2 separate regions of the Mus musculus genome follow, and region 2 is linked to region 1. A link is a contact called in public HiChIP or PLAC-seq data. All regions are on one chromosome and are shown on one strand. Each heading gives the region's core, a stretch centred on a gene start, on an enhancer-like site or on the middle of the called end of the contact. The rest is flanking DNA. Distances are from core to core; before and after follow the strand shown.

Region 1 (3,792 bases), core at 800-3,299:
GGGAAGGTCCCTTTTATCTATAGCAGGTCCTGGACTGCATCAACAAATGCCACATGTCTCATTCTTACTGAAATTTCCTGAGGATATTTCCATCCATACAGAAGGCAGATATCACAGCTACAAGCCCCATCACCACTTATACTAACCTACACAAAATAGAAAAAGTCTCCTCTACATCCTATAACTCAAAGAGGGCGGAGACCAGTGCCACAAATTCAAATGTTCCATGCCCCTTCCTCTACAGTACACAGAACTGAGACCATTTATGCTGATGTTTTGGGATCTGGTGAAAGCATCAGCTATGGCTCTAATCTCTATAAAACCAGCTAACAGTGCTGTGAGACCAAGCACCAAATGGGGATTGCCTCATGGGACCTAAGTATCATAGAGTTTAGGTTCCACAATGTTGAGTTCAAGGTTACTATTACCACAGAAGTCAGCATGACCTGTACTCATCCTAGATGTCAGAGAGAAAGTTCTACACTATTCTCTAAGAATATGGCTCTAAGGAATGGTTGCTGATGTCAGAGGCCCAGGTATCTCCTGCATTTATCCTGAAGGTCCTGGAGAATGTCTTCACTTTCTATAGATCAGGAACTATGGTAGGTGTTATTAGAAACTATAGCATTGCTCTTCTTGTACTGAGGGACCAAGGGATAGTTCTCTCCATATTCTGCATCATCAACACTACAAATACAACTGCAAGCACTGGTGCCACCAGGGCTCAAGTATGTATTGCTAATGGACATGTCACTTTGCTTATGTCCACTGAAAACCTATGACAATTTTGGGATCATTGCATTCTAGACACTTGACACCAAAGCTGAAGAAACTGAGAGATGTGCTAGTGAGCTGCCTATAACTGAACCCGATGCACCTACCAACTGATAGATCCATACAAACAAAACCTTTCGTACAAAAGCTACTTCATAAAATAGTCAGAGTAAGTAAATATTACACCAAATATGTAGACATCAGTTCGAGGAGAGAGCATCAGAGGAAGCCTAATGCCCTTAACGAAAACAATCTTTCAGAAAAAGATCTCAGAGAAAAAGCTAAGGATGCCTGAAAAAAAATGTAAAGCAATGATTTGAACTTAGTGACATACAAAGCAAAACACATGAATGATACAAAGAAATGAGAAAAACAATTCAAGGTACAAGTGAGAAATTCACCAAAGACACAGAATCTGTACAACAAACAAACAAAAAACAAAGACTGATCTTCGAACTAAAACCCTGAAAAAAAAAAAAAAAGTAATAGCTTCCACAAAAGACTACAACAAGTGGAAGGGTTTCTGATGTGGAGGACACGCCTTCCGAGTTAACCTCAGGCATAGCAGTAGTTAGATAGGAAAAGGAGGGAGAATGAAAAGAACAGAGAACTTATGGACTTTATGGAATACTACCAAATGGACAACTTTCACACTACAGGAATCCCAGCAGATGAAAAGGGAGTGTATTGAGAACAATCTCAGTGATTTTTCACAGCTCCAACTATATGGATGACTATGTATAAAAAATCCAAAGGACCGCCTGCAAGCTACCAACATGGAGCTTTAACCAAGTGTTTTCCTCTTTCCTGCTGTCACATGTGAATGTGGTCCCATGTGTGACGTCAGAGGATAAGTGCAGGCAGTGGTCTTCACCTTCCATCTTGTTTCAGACAGGGTCTCTTAATTTTCACTGTTGTGTACCAGGCCTGCTGGCTAATGAGTCTCTGGGGTTCTCCTGTCTCTGCCTCCTATTCCTCCATGTATACATCTTTTACCAGCAGCAATAGGACACATTTTTTTTTTCATCCAACAGCAGTAGGACACATGTTTTCCCTCTCTTATCAATGCACGGAACAATCTTTAGGGCACATCATCAAATGTGGTGGCTAGTACAAACATCAAATAGACATCTAAGTGATTAGTAGACCACATTTCTGGGTGTGCTTGAAAGGAATTTCCACGGAAAGTTTGCTTATGAAGGTACTGACATAGTGTAGCGATTGGTTGATGATTCATAATATGATGGTATTAGGATGTGGTTACGTCAGGAGGTTGGGCCCAGTTAGAGGAAGTGTGTCACTGTGTTAATGAGGACAATAAATTGTCCTGCTCTTTTCTACAGTCCCTCTCTTTTCTTTTATCCAGCCATGAGTAAACAGATCCCTTAGTATACACTCCTACTGTCATTATATTCTGCTCAAGCTTATGGGTCCAGAAATCAATAAAGCCAGGACCCAAATAAATAGTTCTACCCTTAAGATGTTCTGTCAGGCAATATATATAAAAACACAGACTTTTTTTTTTTTTCAAAAGACAGGGTTTCTTTTTGTAGCCCTGGGTATACTGGAACTTACTCTGTAGACCCAGTAGGCCTCCAACTCACAGAGATGTACCTGTCTCTGTCTCCTGAGTGCTGGGATTAAAAGTGTATGCCACCACTGCCTAGCTAAGTTTTAATAAACTTTTAAAAACAGAAATTATGGGAAATTTTAGAGATGCCTCAATGGTTAAGAGCACTGACTGCTCTTCCAGAGGTCCTGAGTTCAATTCACAACAAACACATAGTGGCTCACAACCATCTGTAATGGGATCTGATGTGTGTCTGAAGACAGCTACAGTGTACTCATATAAATAAAATAAATACATCTTTAAACCAAACCAAACCAAACCAAACTGAAACCGTGACATTTTCTCATAATGGGAGAGAAGCACAGAGTGGCCACAGTAGAAAGTATGCACATAGATGGGAATTCAGTAACACGCTCCTAAAAGTCCAGTGGCTAACTGGAGAAGTTAAAAAAGAAATACAAAATGCTATAAGAATGAAAATGACCCTAACATACCAGAGTCTATGAAGTCTGGGTAAAGAAGCACATTACAGAGAAGCATGCAGTAGTACATGGGCAAATCAAAGGCGCTACCCCACAGACTCCGCAGCACACTAACAATCTGGAGTGAGAGCAAAGAAAATCCAAACGAGAGAAAAGACTGACAACCAGAATGGAAATTTTAAAAACTACAATCAATCAAAGCAGCTTCTTGTTGTTTATAAGACAGGCTTTGCCTTTGCAGCCCAGGTGACCTAGATCTCCCTGTCTGTCTCCACAGTGGGGAGATGACAGACATGGGCCACCATGTTCTGTGACCAGCATGCTGAGTGATGGAGCTGTGGGTTTTGAAAAGGTAAATGAGAACGACTAAATGTTCTGCTCTAACAAGGAAGATGGAGAAGACTCAAAGTCAGAGATGAAACAAGGTTTCTCACAGCACAGAAATGCAAAGGACCATGAGAGACCCATATTAGATACTAACAATGTGGACGGCCTACAAGAAATGGATACGTTTCTGAATACACACTATCAAATTAGAAATCTAAATATGCAAATAGTGAGCAGCAACACTGAAACAATAACTAAAATCTCCCATCTGAGGAAAGCCTCAAGAACATGAGAGCTTTGTTGCTGAACTACGCAAAATATTTAAACGACTTATTCAAATTCCTCTTAAACTTCTTCTCTAACTGAAATGAGAAGAACTGCCAACTTCTTCTTCTGAAGCCAGCATTACCTTAGTATCAGAACCATATAAAGATCCCCCACACAGGAAAACTAAAAACATTTACCCTGATGACCATACATGCCAATGTTCTCTACAAAGCAGTAGCGTTAAAAAATCAGCATTACATTAAAAAGACCAAAGACCATGGTCCAGTGTGACTCACTGCAGGGATGGCGTAATGGTTCAAAAATAACATATTGCAAAGTTATTATAACCAAACAGTGAGGTACTGTTATACT
Region 2 (3,792 bases), core at 558-3,057, 420 kb before region 1:
AATAAAGTTCACTTTAAAAGTGCAAAAGAAATGTAAATGAGCTAAATACCTAATAAAAAATGGAAAAAAAATAAAAGTGCAAAAGGGAGTTGCAGAAAATATGAGTGAGCCTACTAATGTTGAAAATAAAATAAATGAAGTATAATAATCATATGCCTGTCTATGCATGGAAATATTCTTGGAGAGATTATACACTAAACCATAACAGAGCTGTTAATACAGTGAAAACCATACTACAACTACAAAAGAGAACACAGCTACTCATTAATAACCATTTACCTGGCATGTGCTGTATATATGTTATACTTTGCAAATGCTTAATAAACACCAATTCATTTAACTCTCAAACTGCCTTATAAGGTTGGGTATCATTGTCCTTAATTTATAGATGATGAATTTTACATATAAAATGTTAGACTTTGCTGAAGAAAACAGCTCTAACAAATAGTAGAGGCAAAATTTGAATTCACATTTTTTTTCTGGCTCTGAACTCTATGTACTTAACTCTATGTACTTATCTTTGATAATAGTTATTATTACAAATATATATTACTTTACAGTTTGAAAAAATAATGTCTTAAATCTACCCCAAATAGCAACAGCGGTAGTAATGTTAGCAGCAACAAATACATAGCTAATTCTATGCACAACCTGGCTACCAGTGAAGGACGCCTTCGGTCTCTCCTCACCCAACATCCATTACCACTGAACATCTTTTCAAATCCTTGTATCCATAAAAGGCCAGAGTCTTCCTCATGTCTGTACCCTGCCCCAGCAAGTTCTCAGGATTCTAAAGATCATCTCAGTCCTCACAGAGACTTCCATATTTATTTCCTCTTTCTTTACCATCTGATCTGTCCATGTTAGAAACTCACATACCTCTTGTCTAGCTGTCAAGTATAAAACAATGGGACAAGCATCTGCCTTGGGTGGCCGAAAGCTGAATTGGATGTGTCTGGATATGGGATGGATTATATCCCAGGAAGCCTATCACAAATTGAAGATGTGTAAAAGGAGAATTCAAGCAGTAAGGATAATGTGAAGAACATTGCAGCTTAACTCAGTCTATTTTATATGCACCCCAAACTCATATTTGGGCAAAATAACCTAAGGAAAGTATACTGGACACTAAAGTGTGGCTATTTCCTGCCATGTACTGAATATTGTATAGGAAGTAAAATACAGTACAGGGTAGTTTTTACTTTCAAGGCTTGTAACACCAGTGATTTAAGGAGAGCCTGATATGAACACTATAGAATAAAGAATCCCAGGGCTTCCTTGCCTATGGGGAAGCTTAACATTTGTGTTGTTTTAAAGAATGTCCACACAAGCTGCTCGCTGCATTCCATATTCTCTACAACATGGTGGCAGCTGTCGTTTATCCTTGGCTTTGAAGGCTGACAAAAATCTAATTAATTAAATTTGATAAAAATAACTTAAATTCATCACTCACACTCCAAGGAAAATGTTTGTGGGTGTCAGAGTTGGAGAATGGCAGAGAGAACCTACACACATTGCTCCTTTGACACCCAGGGGTGTTTTGGGTGATAAGAACTTAAAGGTTCCTTTACTCTCAGCTGTATGCTGTTTGTGTAGCTGCTTGCTGACTGGGATGGTAGCTGTTGGCTGTACTGGGCTACAAATATGTTTCTATGTAAAAACTTGGTGAAAACTTGAATACACACAAAGTCTAAAGGCGAGAAAAAGCTTGTAAAAGAAAACTTGGTGTCCACAGTAGGTACGCTGTGGAGAGTTTGTTAGTTTAAGAACGGAAGCAAACATCAAGATGTTTGAAGAGCTAACCATAAAATGATGCAAGATGAATCTTTGTTCCTGCAATAAACTTGAGTCAGAAGAACAAACAAAGACATCTAGAAGGTTGCTCAACTTTAGCTTCTGTGAAAAGGTTTTTGCTCCTGAAAAACATTTTTGAAACTGAATATCTTGACCAACATCCCATGACAGCTCAAAGGGCCCCCAGGGTCCACATTTATGACCAAGTTGCTAAGTAACACAAGAAAAAAAAAAACTAAGTCATTTTTAATTGAATAAAAGAATCTGTTTTGTGGCAACCAACAGATTGGGAAAAGATCTTTACTAATCCCACATCTGATAGAGGGCTAATATTCAATATATACAAAGAACTCAAGAAGTTAGACTCCAGAGAACCAAATAACCCTATTTAAAAATGGGGAACAGAGGCCGGGTATGGTGGCACACGCCTTTAATCCCAACTTGGGAGGCAGAGGCAAGCAAATTTCTGAGCTTGAGGCCACCCTGGTCTACAGAGTGAGTTCCAGGACAGCCAGGGCTACACAGAGAAACCCTGTATCAAAAAATAAAAATTAAAAAAAATGGGGAACAGAGCTAAACAGAAAATTCTCAATTGAGGAAACTCGAATGGCCAAGAAGCACCTAAAGAAATATTCAACATCCTTAGTTATCAGAGAAATGCAAATCAAAACAACCCTGAGATTCCACCCCACACCAGTCAGAATGGCTAAGATCAAAAATTCAGGTGACAGCAGATGCTGGCAAGAATGTGGAGAAAAAAGAACACTCCTCTGGTGGGATTGCAAACTGGTACAACCACTCTGGAAATCAGTTAGGTGGTTCCTCAGAAAATTGGACATAGTACTACTGGAGGATTCAGCAATACCCCTACTGGGCATATACCCAGAAGAGGCTCCAACATGTAATAAGGACACATGTTCCACTATGTTCATAGCAGCCATATTTATAATAGCCAGGAGCTGGAAATAACCCAGATGTCCTCCAAAAGAGGAATGGATACAGAAAATGTGATACATTTACACAATGGAGTAATACCCAGCTATTAAAAACAATGGCTTCATGAAAATTCACAGGCAAATGGATGGAACTTGAAATTATCCTGCGTGAGGTAACTCAGTCACAAAAGAACATACATGGTATACACTCACTGATAAGTGGATAGTAGCCATCCCATATACAGTCATCAAAATCCTGACGCTAATTGTGGATGCCAGAAAGTGCTTGCTGACAGGAGCCTGATATGGCTGTGTCCTGAGACACTCTGCCAGAGCATGACAAATACAGAGGAGGATGCTAGCAGCCAGCCATAGGACTGAGTGTGGAGTCCCCAGTGGGGGAGTTGGAGAAAGAACTGAAGGAACTGAGGGGGGTTTTAAGTCCCATGGAGAAACAACAGTGTAAATCGACCAAACCCCTAAGGAGCTCCAGGGGACTAGACCACCAACCAAAGAGTACACATGGAGGGACCCGTGGCTCTGGCCGAATATGTGGCAGATGGTTTTGTTGGCATCACTGGGAGTAGAGTCGCTTGGGCCTGATGTCCCAGTGTAGGGGAATGCCAGGGTGGGCAGACAGGAGTGGGTGGGTGGGGGAGTACCCTCATAGAGGCAGGGTGAGGGGGATGGGATAGGGAGGGTTGTGAAGGGGAGACCTGGAAAGGGGAAAACATTTTAAATGTAAATAAAGAAAATATCCAATAAAAAGTCCTAAATTAAAAAAAAAGAATCTATTGTGGTGTTTTTTAAAGTGCAGCAACTGGAACAAGTGGGGAAGAAAGTTGATCTGGAATCGTAAGACTGGGATTTATAACTGGAAGAAATCTGGGGACATGTTTTAGGGGTTTTTCATTGTCAAAGATAGGTAAAGGTCCTTAGATTTTGTTTCTAAGGTGTACTTGATAATTCTTCAAGATAATGTTAAGTAATGGGACTCTATCTGGACTGGTTTGTGAGGTCTTTGCTAGCGACATCATTTTCTGTGCTATGTATTTCATATATC

The links. HiChIP or PLAC-seq counts read pairs in DNA pulled down with a chosen protein or histone mark.
Region 2: a contact with region 1 is called in an HNF4G HiChIP or PLAC-seq map of pancreatic cancer cells. The contact joins two enhancer-like sites. A contact is called at or near these places in 1 of 15 datasets of contacts at CTCF or cohesin (the NIH/3T3 cell line) and 1 of 115 datasets of contacts at active chromatin or transcription factors (pancreatic cancer cells).

Annotation. Positions count from the first base shown.
Region 1 is chr3:132,789,563-132,793,354 of GRCm38.p6, reverse strand. All of the region lies in intron 23 of Tbck (TBC1 domain containing kinase), which reads right to left. Among named protein-coding and RNA genes, the nearest start is that of Gm30294, 14 kb to the right of the region's middle. Within about 2 kb of position 2,049, at least 39 of the 459 cell types and tissues checked have an H3K27ac peak or open chromatin away from gene starts, as enhancers often do. A contact at or near this core is called in pancreatic cancer cells, where this site is marked.
Region 2 is chr3:133,209,591-133,213,382 of GRCm38.p6, reverse strand. All of the region lies in intron 1 of Arhgef38 (Rho guanine nucleotide exchange factor (GEF) 38), which reads left to right. Among named protein-coding and RNA genes, the nearest start is that of Arhgef38, 23 kb to the left of the region's middle. Within about 2 kb of position 1,807, at least 24 of the 459 cell types and tissues checked have an H3K27ac peak or open chromatin away from gene starts, as enhancers often do. A contact at or near this core is called in pancreatic cancer cells, where this site is marked.